Regions from separate parts of the Mus musculus genome. Here regions 2, 3 and 4 are each linked to region 1. A link is a contact called in public HiChIP or PLAC-seq data. All regions are on one chromosome and are shown on one strand. The core of a region is the stretch at or near the end of the contact, and the rest is flanking DNA. Distances in the headings are between cores, read along the strand shown. Region 1 has its middle 93 kb from the start of Gm32974. Region 2 holds the start of Epha4 (Eph receptor A4). Region 3 overlaps Gm33083 (a long non-coding RNA gene). Region 4 overlaps Gm33083 (a long non-coding RNA gene).

Region 1 (6,242 bases), core at 2,379-4,878:
GACTTTCTTTAGTGATGAACAGCAATGTGGAAAAGAAAGCTGAATAAACCCTTTCTTCCCCAAGTGCTTCTTGGTCATGATGTTTGTGCAGGAATAGAAACCCTGACTAAGACAATAAGACACTCAGACAGGTAACAAATCATAACAATACCAGAAGTTCCATGGGTATGGAAGATATAGATAACCCTTAGAGTGTGTTTTAGCTGCACCTTTTTATGATAAAAGGAACCTAGTTAAAAAAAAAATCAATAGCAAGCCACCTGTCCCTCTTCACTGAATAGAGTCTACTGGCATAATAATAGCTTTTCCAAAGAGGAGAGTGAACACTTAGAAGTGGGTATGCCCAAGCCTAAGTGAAGTTCAATGATTACATTGTCAAGATGACTTAGTTTTCGTTCTTCTTGCTCTGATAAAATACCCTCCCAAAGGCAACTTGAGGGAGAGTGGGGTTTTTTAGCTCAGAATTCCAATTAGCAGTTCCTCGCTGTGAGAAAGTCTGGTGAGAGGAACTTGTAGCAGCTCATTACATTATATTCACAGTCTAGAGTAGAGAGCAATGAATTAATGTATGCCTGCTAATGCTCAGGTAACTATTTTAACTTAAACATTTCAGAATCCCTTGCATAGAGAATGGTTTCACTCATGGTGGATGGGCCACTCTACTTTGATTAATGTAATTAAGATAATCTCCCATAAACATGCCCACAGGGCAACCTGATCTAAAGAAGTCCTTACTGAAACTCAACTTCCAGATAATTCTGATTGTATTAAGTTGAAAACAACATCATCACAATGTCCCATCTTATAATTGTCAGAAGGCTCTGAAGTGACACCTTGGTTATTCAAAACGAGTAGTGTGGCATGGTTTTGTGATGAAAATTATGGAGAAGCTTGCCTATATAGGTTTATAAAGAAACATTCTTTGACTATTACCAGTGACTCTGCTGTGGCACCTGCTATCTAATACAGTTGGTTTGTCTTACCAAGGCTAATTATACACTATGAGGTTTTTTTCTTTTATTTTTAAATATTACATATAACTAACTGCAAGAGCTGCAAATTTTCCAGATATTTTGTGACTTGTCAATATATATTTTTCTATTCATTCATTCATTCATTTATATCTCTTTGTGTGTGTATGTATGTGTGTGCTTTCATGAAGCCATGAAGTTTAGCGGGAGAGGTCCTAGTGTATGTGTGTATGCCTGTATGGAGGCCAGAGGTCAATGTGTTCAGTTGGGTTATATATATACACATATATACATATATATGTATATGTATATAGTGTGTGTGTGTGTGTGTGTGTGTGTGTGTGTGTGTGTGTGTGTGTGTGTAAATGTAGGAATGTACTTGATATGCTACAGCTGAGGAAGTCAGGACAACCTCTGGTATCAGACCTTGCCTTGCTTCTCCTCTGAGATAGGATCTCTAGTTTACTACAACTCTGATACGCAGCCTAGAGCTTTGGAGGGTTCTCTTATCTCTGCTTCCCATATCTGTGTAGGAGCACTGGGGTCACAGATCTGTGCTACCACGTCCAGCTTTATGTAGATTTGCAGTATTTATATTTACTTAGATCCTCATGGTTTCATAGCAAATGATTTATTTCCCAGTTGTCTTTCCTGTCCCTACTTTGTTTTTTGAAACACTGCTTCTCCCTGGCCTAGAGTTCAGCAAGTAGGCTAAGCTGGCTGATCAGCACATCCTAGGAATCTGTCTCCATCTACCCAGCATGTGAATTTTAAGTCCATTCCCATGCCTGGACTTTTTTTTTTTTAAGAATTATTCATTTATTATGTGTAAGTACACTGTAGCTGTCTTCAGACACTCCAGAAGAGGGCATCAGATCTCATTACAGATGGTTATGAGCCACCATGTGGTTGCTGGGATTTAAACTCAGGACCTTTGGAAGTGCTCTTAACCACTGAGCCATCTCTCTAGCCCGCTATTGTTGTTTTTAAATGTGTATTTCAGGATCAAACTCAAGTCAGGCTTGTACAGCAAGCACTTTTTCTGACTCAGCTACCTCCTTAGCTCTTTTATTTATTTATTTATTTATTTATTTATTTATTTATTTATTTATTTATTTATTTTTACTAAAACCAGCCTGACACATTTCTTTGGCATGTACCTAACTGTCTTGGTCCTACTCACCAGGACAGTGGAGCATTACGATTGTGTCTTTGGAAATCAGGTATCAATTCCAAAGTGAGAAGTGAGAGTGAACAAGGAAAAGGAATTACCAGGAGGCAGGGTAGGATGTGTGTGTGCTCTTGGGGCTCAGGGAGAGGACCTCAGAGCCCTGGCCCATGCTGGAAACCCAAGGTGACCCAACCTTTCCTTCCAGACAATAGAGATCAGAGAGTGGGAAGGTTTTACAATGAATATGGTAATTTTTCCCAGAATTGGTATTTTAGCTGGAAATATTTAATTGTGGTAATACATCTGTTGAACTTCAAATGAGGAAGATAATAGAGTGTAAAAGGTCGAGTTATTCATCATATACAATCTCGGTTCCCAAGATCACTGCTTACAGCAAAACTGTGCTGGAAGACATTTCTGCATGTCGCTTATCTTAGAAGGTAAAGCATAAATAATTTGCATTTTTGTTAAATGCACATTTCCTGGGAAAACACCTACTCATTATCATCTTTCCTTGAGTTATCTAAATTTGAGTGAATTACCATCATAAATTAGTTGAAAAATCATTTACCCAATTTTTTTTTCTTATTAGTATTTTGCATTTAATAGCACTTCCTTATCAGACAAGCTTGCTCCAGCTATTTGTTTTTAATTAACTATTTTAGCTTACCACATACTGGCATCTGATTACACACTTCATCTTTTTTTATTATTATGAATTGCATATTTCCCAAGGCATCATCCTGTGGGGCCACTGCTCTGCCTTTGGTTAATCTATGATCATTGTTTTGTGTTTGTGGAATGGGTTGTTGAGGAAGACACATGAATGGTGGTAGGGAGTTGGCTGGCTTTGGTGCCCCAGGGGGTAAGATTCTCAGAGCAGAATTTTCTCCTGGGAAGGAAGTGACTACTTTTCTATTTGCTTCTATTTCAGATCCCCAAAAGGATAAGAGCTAGAAAGATTAAGCAATGAGTGAGCTATGGCACCTTCTGGATATGTTATGTCCTCAACATAGCTGATGCTCCCTGGTCTATGCAAGGTTTGTTTACTCTGGTCCATTTTGTCTCCTTCCTGGCTGTAAAGACAAGAACAATAAATTTCCCTCTGACTCTATGGTACCTGTGAGTCAAAATTGAAATACAGGCAGCTGGAGAACAGAGTCATTCTTAGAGAATAATCAGTAATATAGTAAATCAGGTCAGACAGTATGTTTAAGTTAAGACAAGCTCAGATGTAGTCCCTTTTCTCTTCCTTCTCTTGTTTGTCCTGTCTTCTGATTCACGCCATCAGACTCTTGTTTCTTTACAGAGCTTCTGAGTGCCCTTGGTAAACAGCAGTCGAGCTGCCTGATGGCTCTCTTGGTTCAAGCCATAAAGTTGCAACACACTCTGTGAATCACAGATGGGAATGTGCAAAGTTCTACCTTCAACAATCCACTCTTTATATAGTTATACATTGAGTGTTTGCTGCTTATCATCAGCATTCCAGTGAGCCTGGCCACGATGAAATGTTAGTGGGTATATGATGTCAAAGATTTCCTTTCCCTTGACTCACAGTCTGGGTCTGTTGCATAACTGAGGTTCAGATCTGAGTGCATAAGAGACCTGTGGATAGTTGTATGATCTAATTGAAAGGCTAGAAACAGACCTTCTAAGCACCCAGCAAGGTGTGACTTGAATCTATTGGAACAAAATATGATGGTGGGACAACGGATAGTGTTTTGTTGAGAATGTAAACTTCAAATTCGCTCTTGTTCTTCTAAATCACTTGTAGAATATTGAAATAGTTTTAAGCCTATTCTATGCCTTTTCTGACTGTGTTTCCAGCACTTCTTGCCATAGGATCTGCTGCACTTATGCCCTATCTGAATCTCTTCCTAACTTTAAGATAAGAACCACAAAACATGTTATTCGGGGTGCAGTAGGAAGTAAAGCAGCTGTTGAAGTTATTTCTTTTCAGATCTAATGCTGCTTGTATAAAAACATGCTTCTACTCATTCATTTACTCAAATTACATTATCAGGCACTGTCAGGGGCAAAGATACAAAGATAGATTACAAATGATCATTCCAAGTGATGATATATCTGTCATCATTTCTAATAAAGATATGATAGATAGGTAGGAAGTAGGTAGATAGATAGATGATAGATAGATAGATAGATAGATAGATAGATAGATAGATAGATAGATACATTCATACATACATACATACAAGAAAGAAAGAAAGAAAGAAAGAAAGAAAGAAAGAAAGAAAGAAAGAAAGGAAGGAAGGAAGGAAGGAAGGAAGAAGAAAGAAAGAAAGAAACAAACAAACAAAGAAACAAACAAAGAAAGAAACAAACAAAGAAAGAAACAAACAAAGAAAGAAACAAAGAAAGCCATGACTGACAAGGACAGTCATTGCCCTCTATAGAGTCACGGTAGAGAATTTAGAAATGTGTACTTACCACTATAAAGCAACATATATGATTATTAAAGATCTGGATTTAAGTTCAAAGGCTGATTCCTTTACTAAGAAGACAGTTTCCTGAGCACTCTGAGTGTTGCTTTCATAACCTTTAAAGGGGAAGTAATATTGGTTACTTTAGAGTATCTTTCTGAGGAGAAATTAAAATAGTTATTCTTAAAATGTGTTCTGGAGAACTCTGGGGGTTCCTGATTTTGCTGGGTCAATGTTTATAAATTATCTGTCCCCTTACTTTTATTTCCACACTGATAGAAAATTGATATGCCTTCTCCCTCTTCCTATGGGTGTCCAGTAGAGTGTTCAGAAGGAGCATGGCATGCAACATCTCATCACTGGGAACGAAGGAGATCAAAGAATCCCAGTGTCTTCCATTAAGCAGGATATTAAGGGTAGTTGCAAGAGTCAAACAAAGTCACAATTTCTTTAATATTTCTTCTTTTAAAAATACATCCATTTTATTAAAAATATTTATTATAACATGTAACTCATAACACTACATATTTTTATGTTGAGTTATTGTTATCATTACTTAATTAGTGAATAGATAAATATCTTGGAATCCTCTCATCTTTAATTTCTCATATATAAACGTGGCTCACATGAGAAAAGCTCTTGGGTGTCCTCAAGAAAGAATGGGAAAAAGACAAAGAGTGAAGTGTTAGAGAATAGCTAAGAGGAATGTGTTCGCTATGCACAGGAAGTGCTAAGTGTTAACTATTATCACTATAGCTGCTGTCAGACCTAAAAGCTCAATTGTCACTGATGGCACCTCTGTTGATTACTCAGGGAAGTCAGTGGGCCAAGAAAGGATTTACTGCCTGTGCCCAGTTTTAGAAGCGATGATGTATTGTGCATCTTCAGCATCCAGAGGTGGTGATAAGTTAACCTAGACACGGACTGTGTATACCGCATTGTATTTATCATGGGGAGCTCACAAATAGAGGTGTGATCAGTGCTGGGATTGAAGGAATTTGAAGAAGCAAAACCATCATATAGGAAGATAGCTCTTGGGAAAGGATTACAAAGGTTGGCACCAGCCAGCATATAATGAGAGGGAAAAGGACTTCACCAGTGGAGTCACAGGAGGTTATTATTGAAAGCATACAGCAAACCCTTCTACTTTATGCCACGATTAAACAAGCAACTTATGAATACATTTTTTTTGCACAGCATTCTTTCTTAAAACCTTAAGGAGTTTTAGTTTTTGTTTCAGTTTTTGGTCAGAGGTAAAAATAATGTCCTTATTTCCTTATCAAATCATGTTCACCTATGCCAAGATAATTGCCAGGAGCAATTTGGATCCATGTGTCTTCACGTCTTTTTCTTTCTAGTAAATAGAATTATATCAAAACCCATGACCCTTACCAAATACCACTTGTCATTTTTAAGCTTTCATCTAGACCACTTATAGTCTACACAAAATTCCATAAAGCAAATGAACCATTATTTTCTTTCTTTTACTAACTGGATAGGGGAGCCTGGGACCTGGAGATACCAGGTAGCTTGCCCGAGGTAATAAAGTTAGTGAGTCACATGCAGTTCTCTACTTGGATAAATAGAAAGCTGGACAGACATACATGTGGGAAGATGTATGGAAACAGTCTGGAGTGTTTTAGTATAAGTAAGTTATCT
Region 2 (6,242 bases), core at 2,476-4,975, 180 kb after region 1:
TCTGAGTGCTCAGGTCCTTGGTGGAAAAGAACATTCAAGGTCTTAGTGATTTCTCCATGCAAGCATAGCTACAGTTATTAGTTTATATGGAGACAGAAGAGATGCCTCAGGGGTTCAGAGTTCCTCTGTGTGCTTCCATAGAATCAGAGTTTGGTTCCCAGCCTCCTCCTCCTCCTCCTCTTCCTCTTCTTCCTCCTCCTCCTCCCGGTCCTCACATGTCAGGTGGCTCACAATCTGTCAGGACATCTGAAGCTTTTTTTTTTCTTTCTGGTCTCTGTGGGTACCTTCAAATAGATGCTTTACACACACACACACACACACACACACACACACACACAAACATACACACACACACACACACACACACATGCGCGCATTAACATTTTTAATGTTAAAAATATTTTAAAATCTAGCTTTAATTCAACTGAGCATTCAGTCTAATTTGTAAGTTCAAATCTTTGTGGTAGGCAAAATACCAAAAAGACAAAAGGTAATCTAAATTATCCCTCTCAGTATGCTTATTAGCACAAATATTCTAACATGTCTCTCAGTATTCCCAAATTATACACGAATTCTTATGGGTAGGGTCCTTTCGCCTAAAGAAATCCAGCCATTTAACTTTATGTTTATTTAATGTTTGTATGTATTGATACACGGTCATACTATAGAGCGTGGGTAGAAATCACGATTCAGATCCGACTGCCCTGGAACTCACAAGAGATCTACTCACCTCTGCCTCTGTAGTGCTGGGACTAAAGGTGTATTTTATTTTAGCGCCAAGTGGTTTGGGTGGTAGCTGCAACTCTAACGCTATCTTGTGTTTATGTGACTCCACTGGCTTGTTATAAAGAGGGGAACACTAGAAACCCCCAGGGTCTTAGAGTATACAATGCACAGAGCAGTTCTGCATTGATGGTCACCAGGGCCAGCGCTATGTTTTCATTTCTGCACTAAAGAATTGTATTTGCGCTGGGCGTGGTGGCGCATGCCTTTAATCCCAGCACTCGGGTGGCAGAGGCTGGCGGGTTTCTGAGTTCGAGGCCAGCCTGGTCTACAAAGTGAGTCCCAGGACAGCCAGAGCTACACAGATAAACCCTGTCTCAAAACACCAAAACCAAAACCAGACAAACAAACAAAAAAGAACTGTATTTGCTCGGCCTAGATGTCATCCCAGTGGCCAGGAGAGTGTTCTCTTTGGGGGTCACTGGACAGATGCCCAGTGATCTCACTGAGGAGGCTACAAGACAGGCTTTCCCTCACTTAGCCTTTAGTTTCTTGGTTCTCCTCAAAGCTGGGCTGCGGTGAGGCCTGAGAAGTGAAGCAAAGGGAAGGTAGGCAAGGGAAGACTGTTTGTATCCTTGCTTCAGCTCTGCTTTTTCAGGCATCTGTAGCCAGAAAAGATGATTAATATTCAGTGTGCGCATGGGATGGGATGCGTGCTTTCGAAATGTTGCTGCTTTCAGCGAGATGGGCAGCTAGTTTTCTATTTCAACTATAGAAAATACACAGTACTCACTCGCTTGCCCAGACACAAGTGGCACCTATTGTTTAAAAATGTTTCCCAAGAATCCGGGTTGCTCTTTTCCTTTCTCAATCTGTGTGCCAAACTATAGGATCCTAGATCTTTATCTATTTATTTTCGGTAAAAGCCAGAAAGACACATGAAAGAATCGAGACTTTTCTTAAGGGGACTTAGCGCGGTTATTTTTAATAATTTATGCACACACTTATATTCCTGCGTGCATAATCCCCCCTCCCCCCCGCGCGCTTCACTGATGTAAAATCAGTAGCTTCAATAACGGAAATCCACTTCCCCTGTGGGTGACATTCCAATAGGTTTTTCCAAACCGCAGAGTCAAAATGCCAGGAGCCTTAGCCGCTGTCCCTCTGGACAACCGACTCAGCTACTGCCCACCGGCGCACTCTTGCCTTCTGCAAAAGTTGCTGGTGTGATTAGTCCGGGTCTGAATTTGCAAGCACAGTTCTCCAGCCCTGGACGGGAAACGCGATCGTTCTCCATGACAACAACCAGAAAGCGCCTGGAGCCACGCTCGGATTTCTACCTGCTCCACACCTTGCGGTGATGCTTGGATTTTTTTAACTCCATATTCCCATTTTAGGGGACAAGCTACTCATGAAATCCTTTGCATGTGAAGTTCCTCCATGAAACGTTTTCCGAGTTCTTCTTTCGTAGTCTAGGTGGAGGAAGCTGAGACAGGACTTTACGTACCGTAGTATGGGAGGACCTGACCAAATCTGTAAATAAATTACTAGCCGGGCTTGGACAACCTGCCTGGCTGGCTGAGGTCTTTGTCCGTTCTGCTTTGCTCCGGGTCCGCGCGCTCCCGCATCTGGCCGGCAGGTGGCGCGGTTGGTTCACGTAGATACTCTGCCCCTGCTGTTTGCAAAGTGCCTCCACTCAAACTCCACTCAGGCTGAGACCCAGACTTGGAGGAGGAAAATCTGGCCCGGGAGGGAGCCAAAGGAGGGGCAGCTTGAGGCGAGCACGGAAGGTGGATCTTTTGGAATCCCACCCCTTCAAACGCCTGGGGACCAGCCACCCAGTTTCAACTGGGGCGGGTCCCTTGGTAGCTAGCTGAGCTGCGGTTGGCGCTCAAATTGGCTTCCCCGGTGGCCTGAGCATCGGAGGACCGGATGGTGTCTGCGTCCCTGGGAAGTCGATGGTTGGCACCCAGAACAACGCGGGGTTGTGGGACAAGTTTCTGCGGGTAGAGCCTCTCATTTTGGTCCCCTGGGAGACTGTCCCCATCAGTACCGGGGAGACTTCGGAGTTCAGAGCCACAGTAGCTGCTCCAGGCAGCTTGCGACCCTCTGTCTGTCCCTTCTGTGCAGCAGGTGCTCGCATTCTTACAACCTTCCCCTTCTACACCTAAGTGTCCAGGAATGGCTAGAAGTGGTTCCAGGGACACTCCCTGGAAAGCACAGTGAGTTCCCGGTAGCTAGGGCTGTCGCGAGGTGATTTCTCCCTTCATAGTCCCGTAGTGGGCTCGGTCGATGTGAACACCCGGACCTGGCCAGGGATCACTTCCAAACGTTAGGAAGATTGGGGACAAGTGACCGCGCTCTGCTGCTGGGGAGATGACTGGGTCCCCCTGGCTAGGTAACTAAGAAGGAAAGGAATTATCAAGCTACGAAAGTCCCCCAGCCCAAAGCATTTCCCACGGAGGAACGCCATAAAGACACAAAACCTGGCAGTGAGGGTGGCTGCGTGCAGCAGAGAGCGCCCGACCTTAGCTGGGGTGGACAGTACAGAGACCCGACGACCTCGGCAAGGGGCAAGAGCCAAGGTGCAGGTCAACTTCAGACTTATTTCATCTCAACAGGAGTCTTTTCTCCCTCGCACACCTCCGGACTTGGGGCCGGGCGGGGAATGCCAACGTTTTCTGGCCTTCCCCACCGTCCTTTCGGAGTCTCTCGAAGTTCCCTCTGCCGTCCAAGGGATCGATCCCCAAGGATCGAGACAAGGTCTGGGGCCTCTCGTGGGGGCACAGACCCATCACTGCTGGGAAGCCAGCCTCGGGAGACCTTGAGCCCTGCGGAGGCTGGAGGGGGCGGGACCTCGGGGGTGGGCTCTGCACCGTGGGGGTGGGGACGTGGCGCTGGTTCTGCACTGCTATTGGTCACGAGCTCTGGACTGGCGGGTGTACGTCACGGGCCGGTCCCACCCTCTTGGCAATGTCTTCAGACTGCTGCACTCCTAACTTAAGCATTTATTCCACTGGGATAGAAGCGGCAGGAGCAGCGTTGGCACCGGCGAACCATGGCTGGGATTTTCTATTTCATCCTCTTTTCGTTTCTCTTTGGAATTTGCGACGCTGTCACCGGTTCTAGGGTATACCCCGCGAATGAAGGTAAGAGCCCGGCAGCCCTTATGCGGTCCGGGACCCGGAGGGGGTGATTCACTGATGAATGGTCTTCTGGAGCTCAGAACCAGTTAGGGTGGGGGGCGGGGGGTGGAGAGCGCGGCATGAGCCTCGCGTTCCCACTCCGGAGAAGAGTGCCGAACAGAGGGGATCCTCTTAAGTGGGGACTGAGGAGGATCAGGCTGTCTGAACTGAGAAGGGTGACCGATGCAAGCTGCCACTCTGCCCAAGTTTGTAGCGAAAGGCCAAAGTTTATCAGCATCCGCCTGCAGGGCCGGCTCAAGGCGCCCCGAGGGGATACACCGGGATTTGAAAACAAAACAAAAAAACGTGTGAGCAAAGTCCTCTACATCAGCAGCACAGGCGAGAAGGGAAACCCAAACGTAGAGCGCAGAGCGCCCGGCCTCTTGTCCAAGCCTTGCGAGCCCGGGTTTTTGCAAAGTTTTCCCAGCGCAGCGCTTCCCGGGACCCGGCTGCTTGGTCTCCGGAGCGCGCAGCGGTGGTGGCGCCGCTTGTCGGGCGCCGGTGACCTGATTTCTAGCACCGGGCCTCAGACACCTTTTTCTCCATCGGGCCGCGCACCCTGGAGGTTGCAATCTCAGGCCTACCTCTCCCCTACCCCAGATCCTTAGCTCATCCAGCAAAACTAGGGGACCAGTCAGCGAATTAAACATACCCCACTGTAAGCTTCTCTCTCCAGTATGGGGTACTGGACTAGTCTAGAAGGACAGGCATGACCGACGGGACCCATTCGTGTGCCGTTTTCTGTTTGTCTATTGCGACGTTCTGGAAGGATTGTTTGTCTGTTTTTCTGTCCGAGGTGAGGGGAGAGGTGGTGACCATTTAGTTTGTGATGGGCCTAGGGGGAAAGGAACACTCTCTGTGTCTATTTCTGTCCTTATGTGTCCCTGTCTCTCTATCTCTGTCTGTCTCTCTCCCCCTCCTCTCGTGTGTGTGTGTGTGTGTGTGTGTGTGTGTGTGTGTGTGTGTGTGTGTGTGTGTTTGAGGGCAAATGTGTGCCTGGCGCGGGTGTCTGCAGGAACCTGGACGTTTTGTGCCGGGTAAGCGAGTGCGCACAGTGTGTGAACGTGGGCTCCGGCCTGTGTTCGTGTTCCAACCTGCGCGCATTAGCTGTGCATCTGTCTCATCGATTCTTCCCACTCCGTACATCCATCTATCTATCCATCCAGCCAGCCAGCCTCCGTCTCCCCAGGCATCAGTCCATCTAGCTATTCCTGTGCAATCCACTATCATTTTTTCTGTTCCGAAGGAGGGAGCCAAAAACCAACTTAGGCTTGGCTAGACAGAGGGTACCCGGAGCTCTCCAGGCAGAGGTTTGGACCTTGTCGTACACCTGCCCACAGGCAGTGCCGGGGCGGAGGAGGGGACAGTGGGGGTAGAAGAGTGGTCTCTCCCCTACTCCGTCACATTCCAGGGGTTGTGGCTTCGATTTAGCACCTCGGCAGTTCCCGGGGCTTTTCCTCTGAGCGGAACCGCGTACCTCGCATTCTCCTGGCTATGGCTACTTACTTTACACACTTGTTAAGTGTCCCCAGAGACCTCTCTCGCCCCAGACCTAGAGGTAGTTAGAGTTAGGATTCTTTTTTTTTTTTTTTCTTTACCTTTAATTTCCCCTCTTTTTTTCTTTGGGAAGCAAGACTGGGCGCCCTAGACCAAAAAAAAAAAAAAAAAAAAAGGCGCTCGATGGAACCGTAGGCTAATGTTGAAAGCGGGGGGGGGGCGCGGGGGGGGCGCTGCACCCCCTTGCCCCTCCTTCCCTTAAAAATTAATTCATTTTGTTGCTTTTTATTCCTGTCACGTTTCCTTTTCTCCCTTTTACCCTCCCTTTCTACTCCCTCCCTTTTTTTGTAAATTGGGTCTTATTGTTCCCTTTGTGTCCCTAATCCACCTTACATAAATCCAAGTGGATGTAGCGGGCTTTTCTCTGGGGTCCGGGAGGAGAAGGGAGCACAGCTCCAGGCGGGAACGACCCGGGCAAGGCTCTACATTTTAGAATAATTAATAGACCCCAGGAATAAGGATCTTTCGGAGAGCTAGGGCAAAGGGGTTGGTTTTTAGCTTCCTGGATTTGAGGGATAGAATGAGAGGAGGTGGGCAGAATTCCAGGTCCTGGGGGTGAGACAGAGAGTTGGGGTACTCGGGCCGCCAGGACAGGGGCCTCCCATTCCCACCCCTCCCCCAGCCTGAAGAGCCAGCCTCCCTGATCAAATTAATAACCCACAGGGTGTCTTTTAGATGGGCCTTTCGACCCCCAAGCCTGAAGATCGTGCTGGGAAAGGCAGTGTGGATAGGTTTCGAATTCATTGCCCCTCTTTCAATGTCGTAGGCACCTGAGAA
Region 3 (6,242 bases), core at 1,468-3,967, 170 kb before region 1:
ACCATGATCCAGTGGAAGGTCACACATTCAGGACTATTTGGGTAGCACAAGTGCCCTTGATGGGGTCAGGGAAGAGCAAAAAATTGGGCAGGAAAGGAAAAGGAGGTGGGTCTGAAAAGAGCTGGGGAGGGAGGGTGAGTATGGTCAAAACAGGTCATAATAAATTCTCAAAGAACTAATAGAAATAAAACCAGACCAAAACCACAGCAACAAAAACAACAAAACACAAAGTACATCCATGCAAACAGCTATAAGAAATATGTTAGTGAGGAAAGCAAATGATAGAGCATTGTGACTAATGCATGCTCATTTTAGAACAAAAATATACATTAGTGTATTTGTTCATAAAGGTGTAATAGAAATCTGTTTGTATTAGGCCAGTGAAAAATATTTGAAATAAGGGCAGCTGTTAGAGCAACAAATAGGCTGATTAAAAATGTAAATCTATGGTGGTTTCAGGTCACAGAAGTATAATGCTTCTGCAATCAAGAAATAAAATTTAGCTCTTGAAATGACTCAGAAAATCAACTATTCTTATTCCTCTGCCATCACAGTTATTTCAAACCAATCTACTTCACAAACATTAAGGAATGAGTACAAAATAATTTAGTTCTTGGTGCTGCCTCTTCCTTTTGACTCTGACTCTAATTGTGACTCTTTAACTAGATGGTGGTATATTTTCAGAAAGTCATTCTGTTCCCTCACCTTCCTCATCTATGATCCTAAAAGGTTGGAAATAAGCAGTCTAGCTCCAAACTGCTGTGCTGTTGCTGAAGCAAACTGGTATCGTGGTCCTCCTCAGGATAATTCTTTCTCCCGCACACTGCATCTTTTATCATAAGTAGCTCATCACTATAGTAGAACAATGGCTAGCCATGCAGACTCCAGTCCTGATTGCTTAGTTTTCAGAATCTTAAGTGTAAATCTGTGGACTGATGGCCTCTGCAGATTTTCACAGCTCCATAAGGAGTATTCATAGACCCCCAAGTCTCCCATCTGCGTAGGGATGGCCGAGTGCATCTTTTTGTCCCAGCTGACAAGCACTGAAGTCATGTTTGCCCTTCCTTACACCACTGGCCTGCTTGAATTCAGAGCTGGCTGTCCTTGTTCTACCTCACAGAGATTTACTGATGTGGTCAGTAAACTTTGTGGGACATTGGGCCATGAACCTTTATTCTTTTTATTGTTTGGCAGGTCCCTGGCATATATTTGCAGCAAGCTGGCATTTGAAGCAAATGCATTATGAATAAAGGCCACCACAATTTGTTTGACACCACTAAACTTATCTTGCTTTCCTGGACCAGAGTGAGGTAGTGAATTATTAGCCTCTGAAGAATTAGGTAAACATGACTCTAAGAATCACCCGCAGTGTGGAGGAATGAGAGGCATAGGGGACCATGCCTGCCCTTGGAAGTTTAAATCTGTATTGCAGGGGAGAAAGGAGAAACAAACTTAAGTCACAGGACTAGATAATAATGTGCTATTTTTAAAAAGCATCTAAGATGAGTGCACTGAATGGATGAATACAAAGCTATGTTCTGAAAAAAAATGCTAAAGTGGCTTCCTTAGGGTTTTGGAGAAACCACTTTCCTCTGAGACACACAAGGGAGAAGAGTTCAAGGGTTTTATGACGTCCCCCTTACAAAGAAATTTCTCTGACATCTTTTTGAGTCGGCAGGTCTGGCCTCACTGGACTGATTTGTACTTAACATGCTGAAGTGTGGTTATTGCTTTAGTATTTTCAGTAGATAAATATTAGACAGATACCCAGGCATCCGGGAGATGAAGAGTTCTTCCTGGTGCATCATCCTCGTGGGGAATCCATGTGGGGCAACCTACTAGAATAAATACAGAAAAGGTTAGATCTTCTAATTTATTTACTATAGTCTTTACATGTGTCTATAAGCATGTTGATCACCCTCAGCCCCTGTTGCCCTCTCATCTTCCTTCCATGCTCATGGATCCCTGTATGCTTCTCAACCATTACCCCTCTGACTTTCATGGATTTTTGACTTTGGATGTGCAGGTAGCTATTGTACAGTGCATCATGACTGTCACAGGTGTGTCACATCCCAAAGACAGCTCAGTACTCCTCCCCACCCTCTTGCTCTTACAGTCTTTCTATTTCCTCTCTTATGATGCTCCCTGGTCCTTGGACAGGGTCTTATTGATGCCCAGTGTAGGGATGAGAACTCAAGATCATTTATCCTCAGCAATTTGACCAATTGTGAGTCTCTGCATCCACTGTCAGCCACTTTGAACATGACCTTCGCTGTCCAAATCAGAGAACAGTATTAGCCTATGTGTATTAACAGATATGCTTAGAAGGCTATTTGTCTATGTGTTCATGTAGTAAAAAATATCAATAGTCAACTCTTCATCTAGGACAGGCAAGGGTTAGGGTTAGTTATGAACTCTGAATAGATGGGAAAAATAACCATATAGTAACTCACTACTTTATAAGCTGAATGTAAATTATAATGATTTTAAGAAAAGTAGTTTTAATGGACGTTTTTGCTGCTACTAAAAGCCATACAATTTTAAATGAAAAATCTCATTGCCTTTTGAGAATTTCTTCTTATGAATTGCTGGCTTGGAGGCTTCTGTGAGGTTCCAGAACAACAGAGGCACTTTGCTGTCCTCCCAAGCTACATGGTAAGTCACTATTGCTGAAGATTGCAAGAACTTGGACGTTTTCTACTCTTAGGTTTGTTTTATAATACTTGTGGCATATCAGTAAGTGTTACAAGAATGTAATAAGAATGTAATGAGTCGTGGTTGGGCTATGTGCTTCTTTGGGCTTTTGCTGTGTTTTTGTTTGCTTTTATTGTTTGAAAATCTCATACATGTATATAATATGTTCTGCTCAAAGTCACCATGTATTCCTACTCCCCCATTTCTTCCACTTTCTTGCCCACCACTATTCCCTCCCAAATTATGTGCTCCTTTAAAAAGAAAAAAACCACTAACTGTGCTTAGTGATGCCAGTATGTGCGCATGTGTAGATCATTCACTGAAGCACGGGAACCTGTCAGGGGTATCGTTCTTGAAGAAAACTCTTCTCCTTCTCTCAGCAGCCACCAATTGTCTTTTTTTTTTAATTGTACAGGAAATTACCCCCAGGTTCATGCCCATGCTAAGCAAGCACTCTATCACCAAGTTAAATCTGTAGTGACAGCATGTTAATACTTGAAAGATATATTTGTTAAATTCCATCTTACCCTAGTTACTTTGTGCATCATGATGCATTATTTAAACCACAATTTAGGGATACATTCATCGAGTGATTTAGAGATTATTACTTTGGGGGAAAATACATGATAAATTATAATCTTTTCATAAGGAAGGAATCTTACAAAAAGCAAATTATAATTTTGTCTGAATCAGTAAAATGCATCAGTCCGAACAAGTGAGTAGAAAGATCAATGCTCAGTAGGTACATAGCCCCTTTTCATGTGTCTAGCCTTTAAGCTGAGCCATGGGGGTCCTCATGTGGGGAAAGAGTGGGAAGGTACAAGGCTCTCTTCTGCTCTTAGGGATGCTGTGGTCTTTCTATGATTTATTGGCAGTAACTCGACTTTGATGGCATGAGCTGCTCACAGCATCTCTTCCCATTGTGCTGTATGAATGCTGTGGGGCCTGCTGTGCCTCCAGGGCCAAGCCCTGTACCAGGTACACTATGTCACTGTGTGTCACCAGCTTTGTCTTCCCATTCATTCTCTCTCACATCCCCTCCCTCATGCTGTGGCAGGTGGATGACTCTTATTCAGTCTCCTTCTAATTATGTGACATTTCTCAAGCAGCAATATGACATTTGGTTTTGATCAGGGGAATCTCTATGATGGTGTGACTCATGGGTGGCCTGGAGATTTCTCTTACTTCAAGAGTTCTCTTTCAAATAGGCATTTTGAAAAACCACAGCAGCTATACACCAGTATATTCTTTTGATTTATAAAATGTCTATACTTGTTTCACTGGAATAACCATAATACAGATATAAATACCTCTTTAAAGATTTATTTATGTTATTTAAAATTTTATGTATTTCACCATACGGGCTTGTCGGTGGGCATGTAGGTACCCACAGTGGCCAGAAGTGTTGGATCCCCTGGATCTGGAGTTGAGGTATCTGTGAGCTGCCTGAGGTGTGTGCTGGGAACTGAAGCTGGGTTCTCTGCAAGATCAGTAGACAGTCTTAACTATAAGCCTTCTCTTCAGCCCCATTCCTCTCTCTCTCTCTCTCTCTCTCTCTCTCTCTCATCATCTTGATCGCAGTCCCACTTCTCCTCCTAGTCCTCCCCCACACAGCCCCTCTTCCAGTTCCATCCTTAACATCTTATTAGTATTAGTCAACATTCTCTATAAAAACATAACCAAGAGATTCTCTGTGTGTAGATGAGAGAGAGAGAGAGAGAGAGAGAGAGAGAGAGAGAGAGAGAGAGAAATGAAAGAAGGAAGAGGTGAAGAAAGGAGGAGGAAAAGAGATGGATGTAGGTGGGGAGAGAGGTTGGTAAGGGAGGAAAGGAAAGAGGAGACTTATAAGGGTTGTCTAATACAGATGATACCCCAGCAGCAGTCAAGTCTAAGGGCTGCAGGTATAAAATACACCTGCAGGTTGAATTCCTCAAGAAACAGTACTACAGCTAAAGCAGCGGTCCTCAATCTGTGGACCACGACCCCCGACCCCCTTTAAGGGTCAACTAACATTCCACAGGAATTGCATCACCTAAGACCATCAGAAAACAGAGATATTTACATCATGACTCCCAACAATAGAAAAATTACAGTTATGAAGTAGCAACAAAAATAATTTTATGGTGGGGGGGCGGTCACCATAACATCTTTCCTAAAGAATTGTAGTACTCTAGAGGTTGAGCTAGAGTATGACTGCTGTCTGTTGGCAAACTTCTCCTTCTCAGTGTTTTTTTTTTTTTCTGCTAAGGGCTTCCCCTTTTTTGGGAGAGATGTATTGCATTCTGAGGTGTGACTGTCTTTACTCAGCCTGCAATGTTAATGACATCTAAGCAAGACTTTCTCAGAGACATCTAGAACAATGTTGGCTCAAATATCTAGGTACCAAGGCCTTGACACAGAAGATAGCTATCTCAGTACAGTCCTGGGCACCTCTGCTCTTGGTTTGTTTAATGAACAATACTGTACCATGGGCATTTTCCCAGGCGATCTGTCTGTATTACAATAGAGACGTCACTTCCTGTAAAGGCTTTAAGGGTGTTTCTTTCCAGAGAATTCTGAAATAAGCTCTCATTATTGAAGGCTTGAGCTCACCATTGAAAAAACAAATTGTCAGCAAGGTTATTTCTAACACAGCCCAAAGGAAGCGTGCATCTTCTGTGTCATATCAAGCAAAGAGCAGCAGATGACACTAGATAGAGATACTCTCTCAAGTACCTCCCCAGTCTGGAAAGCTATCGCTTTTCCTCTCACTAGACCCATGTCTTGCTAAGACAATGTACCTCATAAATGTTAGTCTTCTTAGTTGGAAATCACTTGACTGCTGCAAAAAGTTAATATTATTAAAAGTTATAGTCATCATGGACTCCCAAAACATACTGAAAAATTCACCTCCAAGATGACAGCTCCCAAATTACTCTTATTTTGCATGCCTTGATTAGATACACACTGGGCCTGGAGAGTTGGCTCAGTAGTTCACAACACTGGTTTCCTTTTCAGAGGACCTGGGCTTGATTCTCAGTGCCTGCATGGTTTCTTATCACTTTCTGCAACATCAGTCCCAGGACACTTTCTGGCTTCTACAGTCATGGCCACACATGTGATGAACAGATACACATGTAAGCAAAACACCCATAGTCATAAAATAAATCTTTTTTTCTTTAATGTTGCTCATTAAAATGCAGTGTCCTTTAGCATGCATTGACATTGTTGAGGCATATGAAATGGAAATAGACATTGGAATCTTCTACCAGACACAAGCTGATCTTTAGCACATCCATTGGTGCTCATGTCCTCTGCTACACAAAGTAGCATTATTGGATTTTTGTGCCTCCAAGGTCACCTTCTGGAAATGGTCCATTCTCAGGTTCTATCTCATACTGTGTCACACTACCTCTGCTCCACAAGGGCCACTGATCAGATCCACTTAATTTCATACCCTGAATTTCTCCCCAGAGTCTGTTAACAGTGAGCTTCACCTCATCAAAATCCAGAGGAAGAAGATCAGTGGGCAGAACTCACTTCATTTTGCCAATCTGTCCATTGTTCCC
Region 4 (6,242 bases), core at 2,045-4,544, 150 kb before region 1:
CACACACACACACACACACACACACACACACACACACGGAGGTCAGAGGACAATTTTCATGGGTTGCTTCTCTCTTTCTATCATGTTGGTTCTTGGGATCCAATTCAGGTTTCCACCAGGTTTGTATCAAGAACCTCTTTACCCACTGAGCCATCTTATTATTAATGCAAGTATAGCTATACTTACATTAAATTTTATTTTATAAGAAAATAGGGTATTATATTTTATTAGGTAAGAAACGTGAAGCTGAGTTAGAGAGGTAGAGTTATATCAAGATTCCTGCTGTAGGATGATAATGAGTTCCAGTCTAGGCTGGACAGTGCAGAAGAATTCTACCAAATAAACAAAGCAAAACTAAGATCCACTTTCCTGTATATTTAAAAATGCTTTGTCTATCAAGCCTTGTTGCATTAGTTCTTCATACCAAGTATTTGTCTTCAGGCCACTTATATTAAACCCCAAGGCTCTGGCTATGTAGCCAAGGATGGCTTTGAACTACTGGTCCCTTGCTCAATACATCCCAAGTTTTCAAACTGCAAGTATATAGCACTAGTTTTATACAGTGCTAAGGAATCAAATGCAGAGTATCAAGTACAATATACAAGCACTCCCCCAACTGAGCAACATCCCCATTCTCAGGAATGATAGTCTGTACATTCCCTGGTCCTGAACTATTCTCAGACATTGACCACTGTGGATATTAGCATATGAGTACAGCTGAGAGGAGAGCCAGAAGACGGCTATGGGCTAAACACACATTCACAGATCTGAATGACTCTTAACATTTTCAGTGTATATGGTCCATTTTTTTGATGGTATGTTTATATAATTAAAAGGCTCTCATTCAGAATGAAACCTGAAATTACTCCTTGGTCAGTCAAGCATGCTAACATTCCTCTTCCTCTTTTGTAGACCTCAGAAAAGGTCTGTATTTGGCTCTTTCCTTTGTGCCAGGGCAGGAAAGATTAAAAAAGAAGTTAGCTCAGAGTGGGTTCAGATTTTTGCCAGAGCCTCTTGTTTGTCACTCTCTAAGGTATGCCTCATAGCTTTTGGTGGCCAAAAGCCAAAAGCATTTTCTTGTTCTAAATACCAGCTCACAAGAGTGAAGGGTAGGAAGTTAATGGTGACCCCATTGTAGGTTTTGTGTGGATGGAGGATTGTATTACATTTGAAATGCATTAGCGGCTACACACATCCACTTGTTCACAGGGCAAGTGAAAATTAAAGAGGACATCAGCTCTAAGGCATTCAAAACTGCATAGCACCCGGGGCTTCTTGTATTATAACAGCATCGATAAAAAAAGACATAATTCTCATAACCACTGTTTAGAAATTGGATCCTTTAGGGCAGAGGAAAGATAGGCAGTGCTTGGGAGTGGGATTTAAAAGGAGGGTTGGGGCTGGCATGGAGAAGAGGCTGTGCTTTCTGCTTTGAATTTTGGCTCCAGTCTGATCTGAGGTCTGGATTCTCTCCTTCACTGCCACTGTTAGGCACTGTGATTTAATGCTTGTGTGGTTTCATGGCCTCCCAGGAATACCAGAATAATATCTCCCCCTGTTGAAGGCCAGCAGGATTTGTTGAGTAAGAGTACGGAGGGGTCAGATCCAGAGCCCAGGAATATGAGCTTTGGTTGCTGGCATTCTGAAGTCTGAGGATGCAGAGCTGGAAGCCGAATGCGCTCCTGGAGCCTTCCCGTTGACGGCTCTGACCTCTTCAGCCGAGCCTCGGGGCTCTCTACCAAGTGGCCTGAAGACAAGCATCTTGGTATTAGAAACCAATGGTCCTTCCCTAATGGACTATTAACACAAAGGGATGCCTGCCATTTGGGGTCTTCAGTGAAGGTTCACTGGGAAATGCTTGTTAAGCTTTCTATAAAGAGAAATCTGGAAATGAAAACATTTTAAAAATGCCCCCTCCCTCCCAAATAACAGGTCTCTGTCTCCCACCAATGTGTTTTATGGACAATGGTTGAGGAGCTTCTTATCTGATTATGTGAGAATAGGATTTTTTAAAAAATCCCCTCTAGGGAAAAATGTTTTCCAAATCACCATCTGCTTACCCTCCTTTCTGTGTTTGCTGCTCTTTGATAGGATGTCAGCCAGCTCCGACAGGAGGGCAGGGGCTCAGAGGCAGGGAGGAGTTTGACAACCATCACAGACCTAGGACAAATGAAGGTGCGTCCTAGGCCGAGAGCCAACCGATTTCCAGTGATTTTATGTGGGCAACTCACAAATAGGACGCGAGTTACTTTCTACCCACCACCTTCAAGATATATATCTAAAAGGTTATTTTTCTTGTCCCCAGATCAAAGCCAGTTCAAGATGAAAACTCATTGCCCCTTTCTTTTCTTCCAAACACAACTTCATGAATGGAGTGATTCAAAAACAAATCAATTCTGTTTGGGTTTTAGGACCGAACAAGAAATGCTGAGCGAGGAAAAGGCATTTGCTAAATGCACCAGCACCAGGAGGAAGGTCAATTTAAAATCGTGTTTGACTGTTGGAGTTTACTTTAAAAAATTTAAGTACCATTACTGGAGACAAAATATTGCATATGTGCATTAGCTCTTGGCTAGACAGCCAGTACTCATGTACACAGTCTAATTTTTATATATAAATGGATGCGCTACAAATCAGGACTTCCGGATCTTAACTGTGGCCCCAGTGCTGCTCAGAAACTGTTATTCATCTGGTTTCCCCCACCCCTGCCTCCTCTCCTCTGCCTAATGGGGCCTGGGCTACTTTGAACAATTCCTTTTCAGGGCTGCTTTAGCGGTTGACTTCTTCCCCGGGGATGTCTTTCTTCTAAGCCAGACCTTCCATGAAGGCCTTTCCAGGTTTGCAGGGTCCCCAGACCTAAAAAAAAGTCGGTTTGTTTGGCTGCCTGGCTTCATCGTGTTTGGATCTTTGCCAGGTACCTGCTGTCTTCTTGTGCTGCTGGACTGAACCATCTTAGCTTGGGTAAGGCTGTTTTCTAGGATTCATGAACCTCTTGGCGAGGTAGGCTCAGGATGTCAGCCAGCTCTAATAGGAGGGCAGGGGCAGGATACAGCTCTGTTCAAGTGAGATCCACAGGGTGTGCCAAAGCCTGTGTTGGGAGCTGACTCTGTCTCCATGCAGGCAATTTGCAGAATGTAGCTGAGCTGCTGGCTGATGACCGGTTTTATCTCTGGCATCTCCTCTGGCTTCATGTATATGGAATTCCCCTTTTCTAAGTGCATACTTTAAACGTCGTGTCTGCCTTTCATACCCAACTGACCACCTCATTCATCTCACATAGCTACATTTCTGTAGCATGAGTTGTCCGTTGGATTCCTCTGACTTTCCGTCGTCAAGGCCTTACACGGATCTCAAGATTTCCATCCTTCTCTCTTTCTCTAAGGGTAGACATTCCATATGATTAATCAGTAGGAAATCTTGAGGATTTATTTCATTTCTGTATTTAAACAGTCCGCCCTGAAATATACATTTGTTTTGGTAGCTTTCTTCATCACTGTACCAGAACACTCGGCAGACTCGCTTAAGGAAGTGTCTTAGACAGGGTTTCTATTCCTGCACAAACATCATGACCAAGAAGCAAGATGGGGAGGAAAGGGTTTATTCAGCTTACACTTCCATACTGCTGTTCATCACCAAAAGATGCAGGACTGGAACTCAAGCAGGTCAGAAAGCAGGAGCTGATGCAGAAGCCATGGAGGGATGTTCTTTACTGGCTTGCTGCTGCTGGTTTGCTCAGCCTGCTCTCTTATAGAGCCAAGACTACCAGCCCAAAGATGGTCCCACCCACAAGGGGCTTGATCCCTAATTGATCCCCCTTGATCACTAATTGAGAAAATGCCTTACAGTTGGATCTCATGGAGGCATTTCCTCAACTGAAGCTCCTTTCTCTGGGATAACTCCAGCTGTGTCAAGTTGACACAAAACCAGCCAGTACAGGAAGGAAGTGGTTCTTTTGGCTCACAGTTCTAGGATGCGGCCCATAACTGCCACAGACACAGGACATCTAGAGCTCCAGAAAAACCCTGTCTCAACAACCACAAAGATGGCCCATCACAAAACCTCAATCCCACGCACTCTCCAAGGCAACAACTGCCTGTTCATAATTCTCTTGGTCTCATCTACTTGCATGGCAGGTGATAATCCAGCTTTATCTTTTTATCTCCCTTTTTACAAAGTCCCTTCTTCATTGTGTCCACCCTGATTTAGTGGACAGCATTATAATGCATCATTGAAATCTTAGTGGTATCTTCCCTTTCTTTTACATTGTCACTGGGTACCATGCTCCAAAGTACTCCAGACTCTTCCTACCTTCTGTTTTGTTTATTTCTGCCCCTGCATGGGGCTCCATCTTAGCCCCAGGCTAACCAGCCCATAGCTATAGAATATCTCACCCCATAAGTTGTCCTCCACAATGTCATGACATTTTGTTGTTGTTGTTAAACTTGGTTGGTGTACTATTATTTCTTCATGCTGAAGAATACCTGTATCCCTCTATCAAAAGCGTCTACCTGGACACATTTTAAACCTTTGCTTATGTGTGTGTGGGTGGAGGTGGGGACAGGGGGTGGGGGTAGGTTGCATGCTCAGGTGCTCATGTATGCACATGTGGAAGCCACGCACATGTTGTTTCTGAAGAGCTGTTCACATTATTTTCTCAGGGTTTCTCATTGGCCTGGAGCTCAGAGTAGGCTAGACCGGCTGCCTAGTGAGAGCCCCATGATCTGCCTGTCTCCGTATCCCCAGCATTGGGACAGTAAGTGCATGCTACCAACCCCAGCTTCTATACAGGGGATCTGGCAATCAGACTAGGACCCTCGTACCCATATGTACCTACTGAACCATCTTCCAGCCACGTTTTAAGCCTTTTAAAATCTTCTTCGATATATTCACAGAATGCCGTTTGATTTTTCTCTCCCTTTTCTACCCTTTGCTTGTCCTGCCATCTGTCGTTCCTTTCCCTGCTGCACTGGACTATTGACATCAGATTCCTAATTCAAAGGCAAGTGGAAATGCTTAGATTTTTGTTGTACAAAGCCACCTCTTCACATCTCTTCCTCCAGTGTTCTTTGCCTTGAGTCTTCCCCAGCTCTCTCTCTCTGTTTCACATCCTTGTCTGTTCCGTATCTTCAGAGGCCACATTCATCCGGCTCCTTGGGAATCACTCAAGCAAGCCTTTATGATAAAACCGACCGACCGACCGTGAGTCTGAAAATGATGGCAGCAGGAACCCGATATCTGTTATTTTAAATACTTTTGAAATGCTGGCATTTTCTAAGACTTCCTTGAGCAAAATCTAAACAAAGGAGCTGATGATTTTTCATGGTTTCTAATTTATTCTACCAGACAGGTGTAAACTGGCTGTGGAAAGGCAGAGATGCAAATTAATTATCCATTTCACCTCTGACAAAAGAAGATAATCTGACACCCTTTCAAGAATCTTCCTTTTCTGCCCTCAATCGGGGCAACAATGTAACATTTCACTGATACCTTTCAAGGAAAACATGGTGTTTATGGCTCTTTGTCACCGAGTCTCGTGCCTCGGCAGCTGAGCAGACTGCAGATAGGTGATAAGGGCGGGTAAACAGAGCTCAAGGGAGGGCAGGCTTGTCTGTGGTGCATCATAAAGAAGGGAAAAACTGGGCTATAACCAGTGGGACTCCTGTGTGCATTTACAAAAAAAGAAGAGTGTGGGGTTGATGATTCCCCATGAAAAGAGTGAGTTAGCACAGGTTAGGATTGTATTCTTGGACTCACCGGTGTGAAATTAACCGAAGCAGCCATATATGCTGTCTACTCTCAACTCCAAAGAGTGTTCTTGTTGGCTTGAGGAAGACTCCCTTCGATGGTTAAGTACAGAGAGAACTGAGGGACATTTTCCTGTTTCCAGTTTCTTTGCTAAGAAAGGGACCCAGTGGGAGTCACTCATTTGAAGATAGTTTCACCACTGTTTAGCATCAAGTATCATTTTCTTCCTACGTAGCAATGTCTCTCAGGGCATTAAAAATAAAGGAAAGAAATGACAGAGAAAGGAAAAGCATGATTGTCTCCTAAATGGGTTTTTCTGAAGCATTATAAAAACACACTCTATTCTGATATCTGTAAAAACCTTCAAGCCCCTTTAAAAGCTGAGTGGTGGATTTCAAACTCTTGATAATAGTTCCTTAATCTAGAAGCTTTGAGCTGAAATTGGCTTTGAACAATCATTTATTCGGCATTTGAAGCTTTTCCCTTTTTAAAACATG

The links. HiChIP or PLAC-seq counts read pairs in DNA pulled down with a chosen protein or histone mark.
Region 2: a FOXA1 HiChIP or PLAC-seq map of pancreatic cancer cells shows a contact between it and region 1. The contact joins the promoter of Epha4 here to the enhancer-like site in region 1. A contact is called at or near these places in 1 of 39 promoter capture datasets (hippocampal neurons), 1 of 15 datasets of contacts at CTCF or cohesin (the NIH/3T3 cell line), 2 of 484 Hi-C or Micro-C datasets (embryonic fibroblasts and pancreatic cancer cells) and 2 of 115 datasets of contacts at active chromatin or transcription factors (embryonic stem cells and pancreatic cancer cells).
Region 3: a CTCF HiChIP or PLAC-seq map of the NIH/3T3 cell line shows a contact between it and region 1, with 10 read pairs. The contact joins two enhancer-like sites. A contact is called at or near these places in 1 of 15 datasets of contacts at CTCF or cohesin (the NIH/3T3 cell line) and 1 of 115 datasets of contacts at active chromatin or transcription factors (pancreatic cancer cells).
Region 4: a contact with region 1 is called in a CTCF HiChIP or PLAC-seq map of the NIH/3T3 cell line, with 23 read pairs. The contact joins two enhancer-like sites. A contact is called at or near these places in 1 of 15 datasets of contacts at CTCF or cohesin (the NIH/3T3 cell line), 1 of 484 Hi-C or Micro-C datasets (nephron progenitors) and 1 of 115 datasets of contacts at active chromatin or transcription factors (the NIH/3T3 cell line).

The regions. Positions count from the first base shown.
Region 1 is chr1:77,692,762-77,699,003 of GRCm38.p6, reverse strand. No RefSeq gene overlaps it. Among named protein-coding and RNA genes, the nearest start is that of Gm32974, 93 kb to the right of the region's middle. Within about 2 kb of position 3,628, at least 13 of the 459 cell types and tissues checked have an H3K27ac peak or open chromatin away from gene starts, as enhancers often do. A contact at or near this core is called in the NIH/3T3 cell line and pancreatic cancer cells, where this site is marked.
Region 2 is chr1:77,512,571-77,518,812 of GRCm38.p6, reverse strand. It overlaps Epha4 (Eph receptor A4), which reads left to right and starts at 3,725. Exons shown (of 18, transcript NM_007936.3): 1 at 3,725-3,872. The coding sequence starts at 3,782.
Region 3 is chr1:77,866,801-77,873,042 of GRCm38.p6, reverse strand. The region is part of intron 1 of Gm33083 (a long non-coding RNA gene); the gene reads left to right. Gm33030 (a long non-coding RNA gene) reads right to left here. Exons shown (of 4, transcript XR_373561.2): 3 at 1,768-1,838. Among named protein-coding and RNA genes, the nearest start is that of Gm33083, 26 kb to the left of the region's middle. Within about 2 kb of position 2,717, at least 8 of the 459 cell types and tissues checked have an H3K27ac peak or open chromatin away from gene starts, as enhancers often do. A contact at or near this core is called in the NIH/3T3 cell line, where this site is marked.
Region 4 is chr1:77,843,248-77,849,489 of GRCm38.p6, reverse strand. The region is part of intron 2 of Gm33083 (a long non-coding RNA gene); the gene reads left to right. All of the region lies in intron 2 of Gm33030 (a long non-coding RNA gene), which reads right to left. Among named protein-coding and RNA genes, the nearest start is that of Gm33030, 33 kb to the right of the region's middle. Within about 2 kb of position 3,294, at least 15 of the 459 cell types and tissues checked have an H3K27ac peak or open chromatin away from gene starts, as enhancers often do. A contact at or near this core is called in the NIH/3T3 cell line, where this site is marked.